Regions from separate parts of the Sus scrofa genome. Here region 1 is linked to region 2. A link is a contact called in public promoter capture Hi-C data. All regions are on one chromosome and are shown on one strand. The core of a region is the stretch at or near the end of the contact, and the rest is flanking DNA. Distances in the headings are between cores, read along the strand shown.

Region 1 (7,764 bases), core at 1,992-4,491, 110 kb before region 2:
GGAGGCACTTGGGGGCTCGGGGCAGCCTGTCTTTGCCAAGCCAACCAGCCAAGCCATGTTTTGGGTGGGCTGAATATCTGGGAGAAACCCACCTCCTTGGGAAGAAGACCATCTCCAAAGTTTCCACAGCAGAATTCTCAGTTTCTGGGTTGGTTACAATTCCAGCGCCCACCCCTCTCCACCAAGACAAGCCCGTGGGCCCAGCTGTACCTGGATCCCCCTTCTCGCCCCGAGGGCCCTCTCTCCCATCCCGACCATCACGACCAGGCAGGCCATTCTCCATGGGGCTACACATGACCAGGGCGCAGGCGTTGGCCACTGCTCTCTGGGAATAGGTCTTCATTTCTGCTCCCAGTGACCTCGGGGGCTGTGTGAGCAGGATCAGCACGGAGAGAGGGAGGAGAAGCATGTCCTAGGCAGGTGAACAGAAAGAAAGAGGAGGTGCTCTTGGTCCTAGCACACAGATGAGGGTGTGGTCCAGCTCCTGGAGGTCAGGAGAAGCCCCTCCCCCAGCTCTTCTCCCCATCTCTGGGACCAAGAGCAGCAGCGCTCTGGAGGCAGTTTAGGGACAAGGTGGCAATAAGTTCTGGCCCGGGAAGGCATGAGTTAACCAGCTGGATCTCTGACATGGGCTGCCAACAGCAGCCACCTATTCTCAAATACTCTGTATCACCCCTTTTTGTGACTCCCCTTGGGCACTGCCAAGGGCACCATGGCTAGAAAGTAGAATTCCTCACTGAGGCCATTTGTCACCTCAGGAAGGACTCACCAAGGGCCCTTAGGCAGCACCTTTCCCCTCTCCAGACTTTCTCTCCCTTTCCGATCCATCAAGGTGATTGGCTCAGCTCCAACAAGGCAGAATCATTTCCTCTCTCTTGCTGCCTTGGATGGACTAGTCCTGGTCGTCTGCGCTGCTGTCTGAAAAGCAGCCAGAGACCTGCATGCTTGGTGAAATATGTCCTGGGCACCAGATGGCTTCATGTTTGTCAGGAGACTTGCCATTTCTGGGCTAGACACTCTCCATGAGGAAAGTCCCAGAGAGAACCCAGGCGAAAGTTCTCAGAGACACTAAATTAGTGGCTGGAGAGACCGTGGGACACCTAGAGCCCTGCTCAGACCTCCTGAGAGAACTTGGAACAGGGGCCCCTTGTGGAGGAAGGGGACACAAGAGATGGGCCCAGTCAGAGGAAGGCTAATTCTGAAGGGCAAAAAAGAGCAGATGTCCCACAAGGTATCTGGTTACCATCTGAAAGGAACTTAGGAACTAAGTGAGATTAGGGGGGTGTTCAGGACAGGGGTCACTCCCACTACGGAGCTTCCTTCCTCTCTTGGAGAGAAACGGTAAAGTTATGAGCAGAAAAGGCTCATAGGAGTTGGAAGCTGGTAACAAAGCCCGCGAGGGACCTGCCAAGGGGAGGAGAGTCACCAGGCTGGCTGAGGTGGTGGGAGGGGAAGGGCTTCTTGGCCAGAGAAGTGCTCCTTCCCTGAACTGCCAATTCATTGCTGTGGATGAGCCCTATTGTGCACTAGCCTCTATCGGGTTTTTTGTTTGTTTTTTTGTTTGTTTGTTTGTTTGTTTTTGGTCTTTTTTGCCTTTTTCTAGGGCTGCTCCCACAGCACATGGAGGTTCCCAGGCTAGGGGTCTAATCAGAGCTGTAGCCGCCGGCCTACACCAGAGCCACAGCAACTCGGGATCTGAGCCATGTCTGCAACCTACACCACAGCTCATAGCAACACCAAATCCTCAACCCACTGAGCAAGGCCAGGGATCGAACTTGCAACCTCATGGTTCCTAGTCGGATTCGTTAACCCCTGAGCCATGACGAGAACTCCCCTCTATGGCTTTTTAAATTTAATTTCTTTTTTTTGGGAGGGGGGCACCTGCAGCATATGGAAGTTCCTGGGCTAGGGGTTGAATCGGAGTTGTAGCTGCAGGCCTGCACCACAACCACAGCAGCGCCAGATCAAGCTGCAAGTCTGGATCCTTAATCCACTGAGTAAGGCCAGGGATCAAACCCACATCTTCATGGATACTATGTCAGGTTCTTAACCTGGGGAGAAACAATGGGAACTCTGTCTTTCACTTCTTTTGGCTGCCCTGTGGCATATGGAATTCCCAGGCCAGGGCTCAGACCCAGCTGCAGTTGAGACATAAGCTGTAAATGTGGCAGCACCAGATCCTTAACACACGGTGCTGGGCTGGGGCTCAAACCTGGGTCTCAGTGCTCACCAGACGCGCCGCTGATCCCATACCACAGCAGGAGCTCCTGTCTTCACTTTTGAATCCACCACTTCCTCAGGGATCCTGGGAGTCTCTACAAATACCCAGATGGGTTCTCAGGCCAGCTGCAGTTGCCTCATTGTACTTGTGGCAGAGCTCAGTCATGGTACCAAAGGACCCAGGCCAGCACCAGGACATTTGACCTCTGACCTCAACACTGGGGCCCGAAAAGCAAAAGGTATTCTGCCCAATGGCTCAAGATGGGAGGGAACGTATCATCACCCACTGTAGCAGGAAGGGCCTTGGAGAGAGAAAACTTACAGGTTTTCAGACCAAAAATTCAGATGAGGCATCTTACCTGGGACAACAGAGAGAATGGGAAGATCCATAGCCCCTTCAATATACATGATGTTCTGTTTATACCAAACTTTCAGGTTAAGATTTTATTGGGGAAAAAAACCAATGACCCCTCTGAAAATTGGTCGAAAAATCAGTGACCTAGTCCAGAAAGCTTTTTAAGATTGAGGCTGAGAGAAGCAATGTTTATCCATGCCTCACGGTCATTAGATACCGGGATGGACTTAGAACTGACAGAGGGACACCTGGTCTGTTTCTCGGCTACTACTCTCTCTGAAGAAATCAGGGATGGAGAGGAGCCAAGAGGAAAATGAACTGCATTTTCCACGGGGGCTTCCAACAATGGCATTTGAGGTCTGGTTGGGTATCATACCCAATTCACCTACCCTGTCCCAGACCAGGAAACAAATCTCCCCCTGAGTTAAGAGAGCAGAGTGTGGGGAAGAAGAGTGCTCCTTATTACCCCACTGTGCCCCCCACCTCCAACACCCACCCTCCTAGGCCTGAACAGCTCCACAGACCCTGCCTTCCTCAACACTGGTAGGATAAGCCACCCATAGAGGCAGGGAGCTACTCACTGGACATCAGGAGAACAAAAGGAGATGCAAGACCAGAAACACTCACAGTTGCGTCCTCTAGAGCTCCAGAATCTCCAGGCAAACTAAAGTTTTCTGGGCAGGCACTGGCTATTTATGACTGCCCTGTAACCTGGGCCTCCCAGCCCCAGTTTCCTGAGAACCCTCTTCAAGAAGTAGATAGAGCAATTTTCTTCCTTGTTGACTCACTCGATCACCTGCATTCTGGACACCTGCCACTGATGTTCATAACACTACACACCCATCACCTTAGAGTTTATAGAGCACCTCAGTCCACGCTCTCATCTGCATCTCATTGCAACCCTTGGAGTTAAGTGGCAGCAACAGTGTCTGTATTTTACAGATGTCCAGGAATTCAAGGTCCAGAGAAGACCAGCCAGTTGCACAGTGACCTACAACTATTGCAAAAGCAACCTGCATCTGCAGAATCCAAGAGCCAGCACCTACTGTGCCCACTTCTCTTCCCCCTTCACCTCAACATTACTGCCTAGATATTAGGAAAGAGCTGGGAGCTCCTTGTATACCTGAGTGGGAGTAGCCTTGTAGAGGAAGTGCTAGGTAGCAGCCTGGGGTGGGGGCAGCGGTTGGAGGAGCTACCACCTAGCAGGGGTCACTCTTTTGCTCTCTGCTCTGGATCTAAGAGTGCCCCCTGCCACTTGCCTTTTGTGGGATGGCCTTCCTTGCCCAAATCTCTCCATCTCTTTAGCTTGTGTTTGCCCATTACATTGCTCTAGTGGCCAGTTTGGACCCCTGAGCTGCTGATACACTGTCGTAACCATCCCCAGGGTAACTCTAACTTCTAGTGACTGTAGGGCATTTCCCCACCCTACTGCTGTGGCTGTCAGCTCTGCTTGCTTTTAGATCCTTGTGACTTTATCTCTTCCATCCACCCTTTGCCTAGGTCTATACACCAGCAGCCGCATGTTTCCAGTCCTTTCCTATGGGCACCCCCTTGGAGGTGCTGACTTGCTCCTAGCTTTTGATGCCATCACCTTGTATACTGTGGAACCTATAAAGCCAGTTTTCCTCAGTTGATAAGAAAAGGTCTTCTGTTTCCCATGTTGCAATTTTTTGAAGCAGGATCCCATAGCAGAGCACCTGGGCCCCTAATGTTTGAGCCCTTTCATCACTAACACAGCCCCCTCTATTCTAGGATGTTCTTGTGCCCCTGGAGATCTAAGTCAGCATGGAGGCTGAACTGAACCCTTGTTCTCCTCTCCCCACAAATCCTAATTGTCAAGTCTTATCCTGGTGGCTAGACAAAATTCTTATTTAGGATGACCCTTATTAAAGGAGTCCTATACTTTGTTTCTTCCTGCAAGCTGACTTCTGTTAACTGCTAACTCCTAGGGTGTCAGATTCATCCCTCACAATGCCCTTGGACCCCATTATAGCAAAGAATATGGAGTTTCTTTATCTAACTCCACATTCCACCAAGGTCCAGGTCTACTTATGATCCAACCCAGACACTCATGTTCCAGTGAAAACCTTTGCTTTTCTCAGTTACACAAGTGAGAAGAATCAGATTTGATCTGATTTTATATTTTGGGCTGCACCCACAGCTTGTGAAATTTCCTGGGCCAGGCACTGAACCTGAGCCACAGTGGTCACAATGCCAAATCTTTAACCGCAAGGCCACCAGGGAACTCTGAGAATCAGATTTTAAATGGTGATCACAATGGCTTTCATGCAGAGGATCACTGGCTCACCCTCTCTTCCCAAGATGAGGTCAGGATAACTACATGCTTTCTTTGGGAGCTAGTCACCACTGCTGCACTGCAGCCCAGCAATATCAGAAACCCCTGGTGGATTTCATTAGCTGCACCTTTGTCAGAGCTAAGCTGTAGCCTCTGGTATTTTACCAGCTGATTGCCCACATTACTGTGGAAACTCCCAGCTCAGTGGACATAGGTATAGTCAGGTCATCCAAGACGGCTGTTCTCTTGCTCTCTGTACATCACCAGCTCGGCCAGACCCTACTTCACTCATGTGACTATCCAATCCTTTTAATTATAGATCTTAATTGGTAAGTACCCACATGCTTTCCCCTGCTCCAGCTGCTGGTTTCCTTGGCAACTGGTGAGCCAACTTGACGTCAGTTCCCCCATAAATGATAGCCTCCTCCCACCAGCAATGAAGTTTGCTGACTGTCCTGCCATACACAGTGGGGGTGTTGCTCTAGGACCCTTCTGCTTTGGAGATGTAAGATCCCCTGTCCAATAAGCCACTGATGGCTCTGTCAGTGTGTCTGGGCTCTTTCTTCCATCTCAAGGTTGGGCAACTACAAGGCTTGCAGGCCTGCAGTGGGTGGGCAGCCCAACAATTGAGGAGCCAGCCAAGAGGCCAAGGAAACTCCTGTGAGTGCCGAGATGTCAAGAAATAAGGAAAAGGTATGGAAAGTTAGGGGGGTAATCCTGAAGTGGTCGTCCACTGCCATGTGGGGTCCTGTGGCATCTGACCACCATGAGAGATGTCTTTCTCTTCCATTATATTGACATTGTTAGCCACAGAGTCTCTTTCCAGCTTAAAAGTAGCAGCCTTGTGCTTGTGGTTTGTCTGATGGCATGGGGATGGCTGGTGAATCCAGACAAAAACTCAAGGACCTAGATTAGCCACAAAATACAAGCATACCCCTGACCCAACACCCCTAAATAATTGGAGACATAGACGTTAGGGATATTATCTCAGAGATAGGCTTATGGATTGGACATGGCCAGTTTCCCAAAAGGGTTTGGTTGTGGCCTGTGGCAATGGCAAAATAAGAGTATCCTTGGGTCCCATCTGCAGAAGGGGGCAGAGCAACAAGCAATAGTGTGTGCTAGAACAACAGCTGTATGTAGTCTACAAAGTGTTTCAGCAGGTGGACGGCATTATAAAAGGCCTACCAGAGTCATCAAGAAACCCTAAAAAGCCCACTTTACTGGCCAGGAAGTTTTGGAATGGGCCAATAAAAATGCCATTCCCTGACATTTCCACCTGCCCTACAATCCTGGTGCTGCCGGGCGAATTGAAGGATGAATGAACTCCTTAAATAACAGAGGCTGGAAGCCTACTTTTTCAATGGGTGGACCAGGAAGCAAATCAAGCCTACAAACTGAACATGCCAAGAGCAATCAGCCCAGGGCCTACACCATGTTAACCCAGAGACAACTAGTCAACACCATCTGAGTTCAACTGTTGACCACTCAAGGACAAGTGCCAACTAATGGTCAGGACAATAACTCACTTTTGCCCTTGTCACAGGATCTACCCTCGGGGGGACATATTATTATAAATGGCCCTGGAACTGGCAGATAAATCCTCAGTGGTATGGATTTGCCACCCCCGTGTGGATTAGGACTAGAAAGGGACTTGAAAGATTTCACCTGTCTTCTACCCAACCTAGGACTACTAAAGTAATTAATCCAGGTTCCCTACTGGAGAAAGGCACCATTATATTAACCCAGTGGTCTGTTGTTATACTGCTCCTCCAATATTCAGCACAGGCTGTGGGTGGGCAGGTGGGATGGTACTACTGCAGGCCAGGTTGAACAATAGGCAGGGTGGTATGATCTCAGAATGATGATCATGCTTGTATTTTGCTTCATGGTCATGATCGTCTGTATATTACGCCTGCTAAACATCTTAAATTTCATCTCTAATCTGAGTGATGGGAATCTAGTCTCAGACTGGGCAACAATGGTGGCCTCATTGTGAAGTGAGTTTGATAGCTGGGTCAACCGAGAGATGCCACTGTCGTCCTTCTCTGGAACTCCATTCAAAATTGACATGATAAGCACCTACTCCAGTTTGTCCACCTGCTGGACTCTTGATAACCCTTTAGCTGCTGTTGTCTGTATTGCATTTGCTCTATTTGGTTGCAGTGCACCTCTACTATACCTGACTCTAGGGATACTGTGGAAGAGGGTGGACAAAGATGGTAAGGGCTGTGCAGGATATGCCAAGGTGAAGTGTATGGTCAGCCTCCTCCCCCCACAAGATGGCTGTTCTCTTGCTCTCTCTACATCCCCTGCTCCACCAGACCCTGCTTCCCCTCTCATAACTAACCAATCCTCTTAATTACATGGCTTAATTGGTAACTGCCCACATGCCTGCCCCTGCTCCAGCCATTAGTTTCCCTGGTAACTGATGAGCCAACCTGATGTGAGTTCACCCTATAAATGGTAGCCTCATTCTCCCTCAACTCTCCAAGATTGCTGCCATGTCCTGCCTGCCATCTGCTATCCATGGTGGAGTATTGCTCTAGGGCCATTCAGCTTTGGATGTGTAAGGTCCCCTGTCCAATAAGCCACTGATGTCTCTGTCACTGTCTCTGGCTCTTTCTTCGGTCTCAAGGCTGAGAATCTATAAGGCTTGCTGGCCTGGGGAGTGCAGCTCAACAACTATGGACAGGTTGCTTTTGCCCCAGAAAACATTAGGGCTTTCTTCCAGGTCATTCATGAACACACTTCTGCTCTGCATGCTGAGCTCTTTGGTTCTAAAACCCTATCTAGGACAGAAAAAAAGTTAGGGACGTCAGAAGTGAGAGTCCAGCTCTGTTTCCCCTGATCTGTCCAGCAGAGGGCAATGTCTATTAGGCCTACTCTCAGG
Region 2 (6,934 bases), core at 3,103-5,602:
CAAACTTATAAATACTATTTATGGTTTCTAAAAACATGCTTTTTTACAGAAAATGTATCAGTGTGACACCAAATGTATCAGTGTGACACTGTGACACCAGTGTGATAGAGAAAATGTATCAGTGTGACACCATTTAACAGAAAATGGCACAATGTGACTATTTATTAATAGTCCTAAAATTTTTATTTTCTCTGTAATGTTTAGTAATTAATATTTTAATGTCTTACTTATGTGAAAATGACCTAGATATTTAATAAACTTCCATCATTTAACTTGGTTTAGCAAAACTCTGAAGTTTCAGGTTACCACAAATCTGGAGAAATTAAACACAATTATTCTAAAGAATCTACCTAAAAGCTTTTACCTCATTTATCTCTATTTTATTAATTAGGACAATCGAAGTTTTTTTCTCTTGTTAACAACTTCTGAAACAAATGACATGACCTAGGGAGATAGTAAAAATTAAATTACAGTTTTTGGTGACCAGCAAGGGCTAGTGTGCCTGCAGCATAGAAAGCAGGCAGGTGATGTTTGCAGCAACCTCAAGATTTATCGCAGGGCCCCAAGCAAGGGAGTGGAAGACAATTCTCAGATCCACTCCAACTTGGTCTTTGAGCTGGGGGTTTGTTCTGTTTTGTTTTTTAAAGCAGAAGAACGAAGATTTTGGCTGGGATTAATAATCATCTTAAGATATTTCTGTGACATTTCTTAATCATAGTCAGGATGTCTCTGGCTTATGATTCTCAGGCCACAGGGTCCATGCCTCTGGAGTCTATTAGCTCATCCTATCCTGGAGAAACAGCCTGAGTTTGTACATTAATGATTTCTACAAGAGCAGTTTTAGCCATCTGATTCTGGTTGATTAGTGTTCAGTTAGCACAGGACTGAGGTCAGAAGGGACAAAGAAAAGAAAGTTTTGGATAGAGAGATTAATCAAAAATTCAGTTCAATATTTTGTAATAATCTATAATGGAAAAGAATCTTAAAAAGAGTATAAAAATACACATATATATGTATAGATACACACACACACGTATAACTGAATCACTTTGCTGTACACCTGAAACTAATACAACACTATAAATCAAGCACATTTCAATAAACATGTTAAAAATAAAATTAAAATAATCATAAACTTGGTAAGAAAATTTGGTTTGGAGTTCCCGTCGTGGTGCAGTGGTTAACGAATCTGACTTGGAACCATGAGGTTGCAGGTTCAATCCCTAGCCTTGCTCAGTGGGTTAAGGATCCGGCATTGCTGTGAGCTGTGGTATAGGTTGCAGACGCGGCTCTGATCTCACGTTGCTGTGGCTCTGGCATAAGCTGGCAACTACAGCTCCGATTGGACTGCTAGCCTGAGAACCTCCATATGCCGTGGGAGCAGCCCTAGAAAAGCCAAAAAGACCAAAAAAAAAAAAAAAAAAAAAAAAAAAGAAAGAAAGAAAATTTGGTTTTAGGCAGACTCAGTTTCAGTTTAATCCAGAAGGATCAGATATCATGTTAATCAACAGAACTTTTGACAGATGACTCTTGACAGATATGAAGGCAGCCAAAAGGGAGGCTCTGGGTGCCTAGAAGAAGGAAGATGCTATTAACATAAATGGGGGAGGCTTGGCTCTGTGGATAATAGTGGGCTTTTTGGCTTTCAGGTATGGTGTCACATCTAGTAAAGGTGACCAGCAGGCAACTGGAGAGGGACTGAGACTGGAGAGATTTTTTTAGAATCTTCCAGATGGAGGTGAAAATTAAAGCTCAAAAGGACTGTAAACACAGAGAGAAGCTAACAGGAAACCCGAACTCGGTTTCTTTCCTAACTATGAGAAAGACACAAGAGTTCTGATATCTAGGGGACAAGAAGGAAAAGAAAAGCTGAGAAAACAGATGTTCAGAGAGGAAAACCAAGAGTAGTGCGATGAAGGAAGATGAGGATAAGAAAAGCTGTTTAGCACTGGTAACCCTGATACTGACAGGCACTGTGGTTTATCTGGGAAATGGATTGTGTCACATATTCTGGAAATCCATTCTTTAAAACATAACCAAATACATTCATGCAAAAATGAGGACAGAGAACCTTGCCTATTTCCATGTTGACTGATGAAGTTCTGAAAATATTCCACAACTTATTTATTTTTGTCTTTTTGTCTTTTCAGGGCCGTACCTGCAGCATATGGATGTTCCCAGGCTAGAGGTCTAATCCGAGCCTTTGCTGCCGGCCTACACCACAGCCACAGCAACATCAGATCCGAGCCACATCTGCGACCTACACCACAGCTCATGGCAATGCCGGATCCTTAACCCATTGAGTGAGGCCAGGGATCGAACCCGCAACCTCATGGTTCCTAGTTGGATTCGTTTCCACTGTGCCATGACGGGAACTCCCACAACTTATTTTTAGTATGGTCCTTAAGAGTGCTGGAACACTCAGCTACCACTTGACTCCCGGTATACCTACCCACTTAGATGACTTTGGGTACTTCTTGGTATTCAGTTTCCTATCTTTCAAATGAAGGACATTGGTCTATAGCATAGAGTTGTTTTGAGAATTAAACGAGCTAATCCTTCCAAATATAGTACTTAGAACAATGCCTTGAACATAGTAAGTGCACAGCGAGTATCAGCTATTGCTTCATCCATTTTTAAGGCCCAAGTGAAACCATCTTTTTCTGAAGTCTAATCAGAACACACTTTGGTCTGATATGCCTCCCACCTCACACTGATGATATAGCACTTAGCACAGGGGCCTGGCACAAATGTCAAAAGCTCAGTAATATTAGTTACATCCAATACTTGTAAAGCACTATGGTCCACACACTTTTGTGTGTGCTATTGACTGAAAGAAAAATGCACAGCTGTGAGCTGAGTTTATTCTATGATTTACTGAGGACTACAGCCCAAGAGACAGCCTCCCAGATAGCTCTGAACAGATAAGAGGAAAGGCCAGCATATATAATTTTGGCTAAGGAGTACGTGCAATCAAGCATTCATCTTGGTAGAAGGTTACTGCTAGTCACAAGGAAGAGATATCTCAGTAATGACTATAGTGCTTTTCTAACTATGAGAAAGACACAAGAGTTCGGGTTCATGAAATTTTTTCCTGAAATATATTTATCTAAGGGACTGTTTTTCCTGTTTTCCCAAAGCACAGAGGCCCTCACCATATACTTCATTCTGAATTCCTTTCAGCATGCACCATAGGACAACTGCAGTGGCTAATGACTTGAGCCTTGTACAACTGGATGGTGGTCAACATTCTTTGTTTTATAGTGCTTTTATTACAAGTGTAAACTCATTTAATCCACCCAAAAGCTCTGAGGTAGGAACCAGTATATCCCGACTTTACATAGAGAGAGATAAGGCACCGATGGCTTAGGCAACTATCTAAGCTTACAGAAAAAGTGGCAGAGCCAGGTCATCTATTCCATGGCCCCTGCTCATAATGGCTGTGCTATGTGGTTCTACACATCTTTTTTTTTTTTTTTTTTTTTTTGCCTTTTTTAGGGCCGCATGTGTGGCACTTGGGGTCCAATCAGAGCTACAGCTGCCAGCCTACCCCATAGCCACAGTAATGTGGGATCCAAGCAGCATCCGTGAACTACACCACAGCTCACTGCAATTCTGGATCCCCAACCCACTTGATCAAGGCCAGGGATCAAATCTGCATCCTTATGGCTACTAGCCGGATTCATTTCTGCTGCACCATAATGGGAACTCCAGTCAATACATCTTTACTGTGGAAGAGGAAGAATATTATCTCTGTTGATCTGAAACAAAGAGCCTACCAGATATTTCTCCAGAAAATATAGGCTTATTCTGGGATCTGCAAAGAATTGCAAGTCCACATCTGCAACCATGGTGAGCCCTGTGCAAGCTCCACACCCACCCACCCCCAACAAAGGGAAGGAGAACACTTTTAAGGAGAAGAAAAGGAAGTTGGGAGGGCTAGGGAAAATGAAGAGCCTGTGGGTTTTCTTCGGCTGTGTCCTTGCCAGGAAGGAAGAGGCACCTCCTACCAAATGGTCTCTGCTATCATCACAGGCTGTGAGAGTATCCCTTTCTCCCAAGTCTATTTAATTGGGGCTTCTATTAAATTTTTTATACTCCCCACAAAGCAAAGCAGAGGTTAAGTTCAAAAAAACAGATTCATAGTTATTAGAGGAATAAAGTACCAACTATCCTAACACCGTTATTTATATATTAGACTAGTTGGAAAGTGACACTCAAAGAGGGGTCTCCCCTGCAAGGTGATGACCAGTCCACCAGGCCAAAACCAGCGGAGACACAAGTTTTCTGAGTTTCAGACCTAGAGATTCTTCTCCCTCCGGGAAGGTAGATGAGAGAAGGGAGGAGCCTTTGCCGAGGCCCCACCTCCAGCCTTGCTTTCATCCAGCGCGCCCAGCGGAGGCCTGCCCGGCATTCCCTGGTATGAGCTGCAGCGATGGGGAAGGCAACTAGAGATCAGACTTACTTCCAGAGGAGCAGTCTGTTTTGGGTCACCATCATCACCGTCTCCTTTGGCTATTACACGGTAAGGGCAGCGGCCTCCAAGAAAGACCAAGCGAGGCAACAGAGCGCTCCCTTCAGCTGTGAAATCAACCCTACCTGCTAGGCGGGAGAGATCGCGCAGGCGCAATCGCACTCCCGCGGCGCTGTGAGCCCGAGGATTATACCCGGGAAGACAACGCAGGCGCGCTTGTCTGCCCACGCGTTTCGCAGTTTTGAGATCCTGAGAAACCAGTTATTCACGCTTTCCCTATATGAGGGCAGGAAAGGCTACCCACACCATGACTCAGTATCTAGATCTTTCAAGATGGTGGTGGCAAAGTCGGAGGCTGGCAGGGCTGCTACCTCATACTTCCGTACAGCCAACCCCTTGCCCTCGCTGATCACGATCCTGGGGCTGGGATATTTCGGAGTAAGTTATAGTGCGGGTTGGTGCATCTGTTTTGGCCCTCCAGGCTCCCGTAGAGCGAGGGACACTGGGGTGGGCGGGAAGTCTTGCGCTTGCGTACCAGGTGGTTGCCTAGGTTACTGGTGTAAATGGAAGTTCGGTGGGCTTGTAAGGAAGGTCTCTGCCTAGAAACTGTCTCTGTCTTTGCGTTTCCACAGTTAGGAATGACTTAGCTAGGTCTTAGTAGAGCTCCAGGAGAAGGAGGACAAGTTGGCAGACAGTGCTAGGCCTGCCAAGTCAAACTAGGGCTTCAGAAGCAGAATGTTTGAGGCAGTTGGATTTGCTTGGAAAATGGGGAAAAACCTAAAGAATGGGTAGGATTTAATTTGTAAAAAGGGATAGAGCGGATATACATGTTACCGCATAGATGTAGAATCAAGAAGACAGAAAATCTCTGCAAAGAGGAAGAATGACTTTTACTTAGTCAGAATTCATTTAAAGGATACAGGAAAGATACCCAGAAAAGTAGATTGGGGACTAAATTGTGATGTAAGAAGTTTTCACATATTGAGGTGTAAAATCATTCTGGCTAATACATGATTAAAAATTTCCTTTCGACTATAATAACTTGTTTTGTGGGCTATGAAATGTGGATTATATATCTGCTTTAACAAACAATGCATTTAAAAATCAAAATCAGGAGTTCCCGTCGTGGTGCAGTGGTTAACGAATCCAACTAGGAACCATGAGGTTTCGGGTTTGATCCCTGGCCTTGCTCAGTGGGTTGAGGATCCGGCGTTGCCGTGAGCTGTGGTGTAGGTTGCAGACGCGGCTCTGATCCCGCATTGCTGTGGCTCTGGCGTAGGCCTGCGTCTATAGCTCCGATTCGACCCCTGGCCTGGAAACCTCCATATGCTGTGGGAGCGGCTCAAGATAAGGCAGAAAAAAAAGACAAAAAAAAAAAAAATCAAAATCAAAATCGGAGTTCCCGTTGTGGCTCAGCAGAAAAGAATCCCACTGGTATCCATGAGGATTCGGGTTCGATCCCTGGCCTCACTCAGTGGGTTGAGGATTCCGCATTGCCATGAGCTGTGGTGTAGGTCTCAGACACGGCTAGGATCTCACCTGACTGTGGCTTAGGCTGGTGGCTACAGCTCCGATTCCACCCCTAGCCTGGGAACCTCCATGTGCTGGGTATGGCCCTAAAAAGCAACAAAAAATAAAAATAAAAAAATAAAAATGGAGTAACTGTGATTCTGGCATTCAAAATGGACCCTTCCCACACACCTTCCTGCTACCGAGAACTTGAATTTTCTGAACTGTATCATACTCAAGGTAACCACCAGCTATTCTCAAAACAATATGTTAGCAGCTTCCAGTTGCAACCCTTATGGTTTCAAGGTTGTCCCTTGTTAACTATATAGCCATTTTGGACCCCAACCAATCCTGCTTAACAAGCACCCTTATTTCTTGATAGCTCCAATTATAATTCTTGACAAACAACTTATGTAGATTTCTATTTGTTTGTTTGTTTTAATAAGCTTCCCCTGTTTTGTAGTCCAGCAGGACACAACTCTTGAATCTCTGTCCCCTGGGTTAGAGTCCTTAGATTGGTTCAAATAAAACTCTCTTCCATTCCTGTTATAGATTGCTTATTATTTCTGTTGACAGTTGGTATAATTTTGAAGGAAAGTAAAGCTAGTTGGAGATTGCCCAGGAGAACCAGGAGACTGGGAATCAGACGTGTGTTTGTCATATTCACAGTGCTGTTGTTGCCAAATCTGACCACTTTTGTCCACATTTTCCTATATGCAAAACAGTGGTGTTGAACCAAAAAATTTTCAGTTACATTTCTGTTCTGTAATTCTAAGTAGTTAAGATGATAGATTGAGGGAAGCTTTGGGGGTTTCAGGTTAGAATACTGTGGACCTGGCAGATGCTGCCCCTTCCATTTCTTTCTGTTTTGGAAGATGCAGTGACATTTTATGCTTTAAATTTTAGGTGTATAACAACATAGTGGGAGGGGTTGTACTGCTCTTGGTTTAA

The links. Promoter capture Hi-C pulls out the DNA fragments that hold promoters and counts their contacts.
Region 1: a contact with region 2 is called in a promoter capture Hi-C map of liver, with 6 times the contacts expected there. The contact joins the promoter of SFTPD here to the promoter of TMEM254 in region 2. A contact is called at or near these places in 1 of 5 promoter capture datasets (liver), 7 of 47 Hi-C or Micro-C datasets (alveolar macrophages, embryonic fibroblasts, liver and 2 more) and 1 of 2 datasets of contacts at active chromatin or transcription factors (alveolar macrophages).

Annotation. Positions count from the first base shown.
Region 1 is chr14:82,047,011-82,054,774 of Sscrofa11.1, reverse strand. It overlaps SFTPD (surfactant protein D), which reads right to left and starts at 3,241. Exons shown (of 8, transcript NM_214110.1): 1 at 3,203-3,241; 2 at 211-412. The coding sequence starts at 409.
Region 2 is chr14:81,937,861-81,944,794 of Sscrofa11.1, reverse strand. It overlaps TMEM254 (transmembrane protein 254), which reads left to right and starts at 4,352. Exons shown (of 4, transcript XM_003133087.4): 1 at 4,352-4,525. The coding sequence starts at 4,436.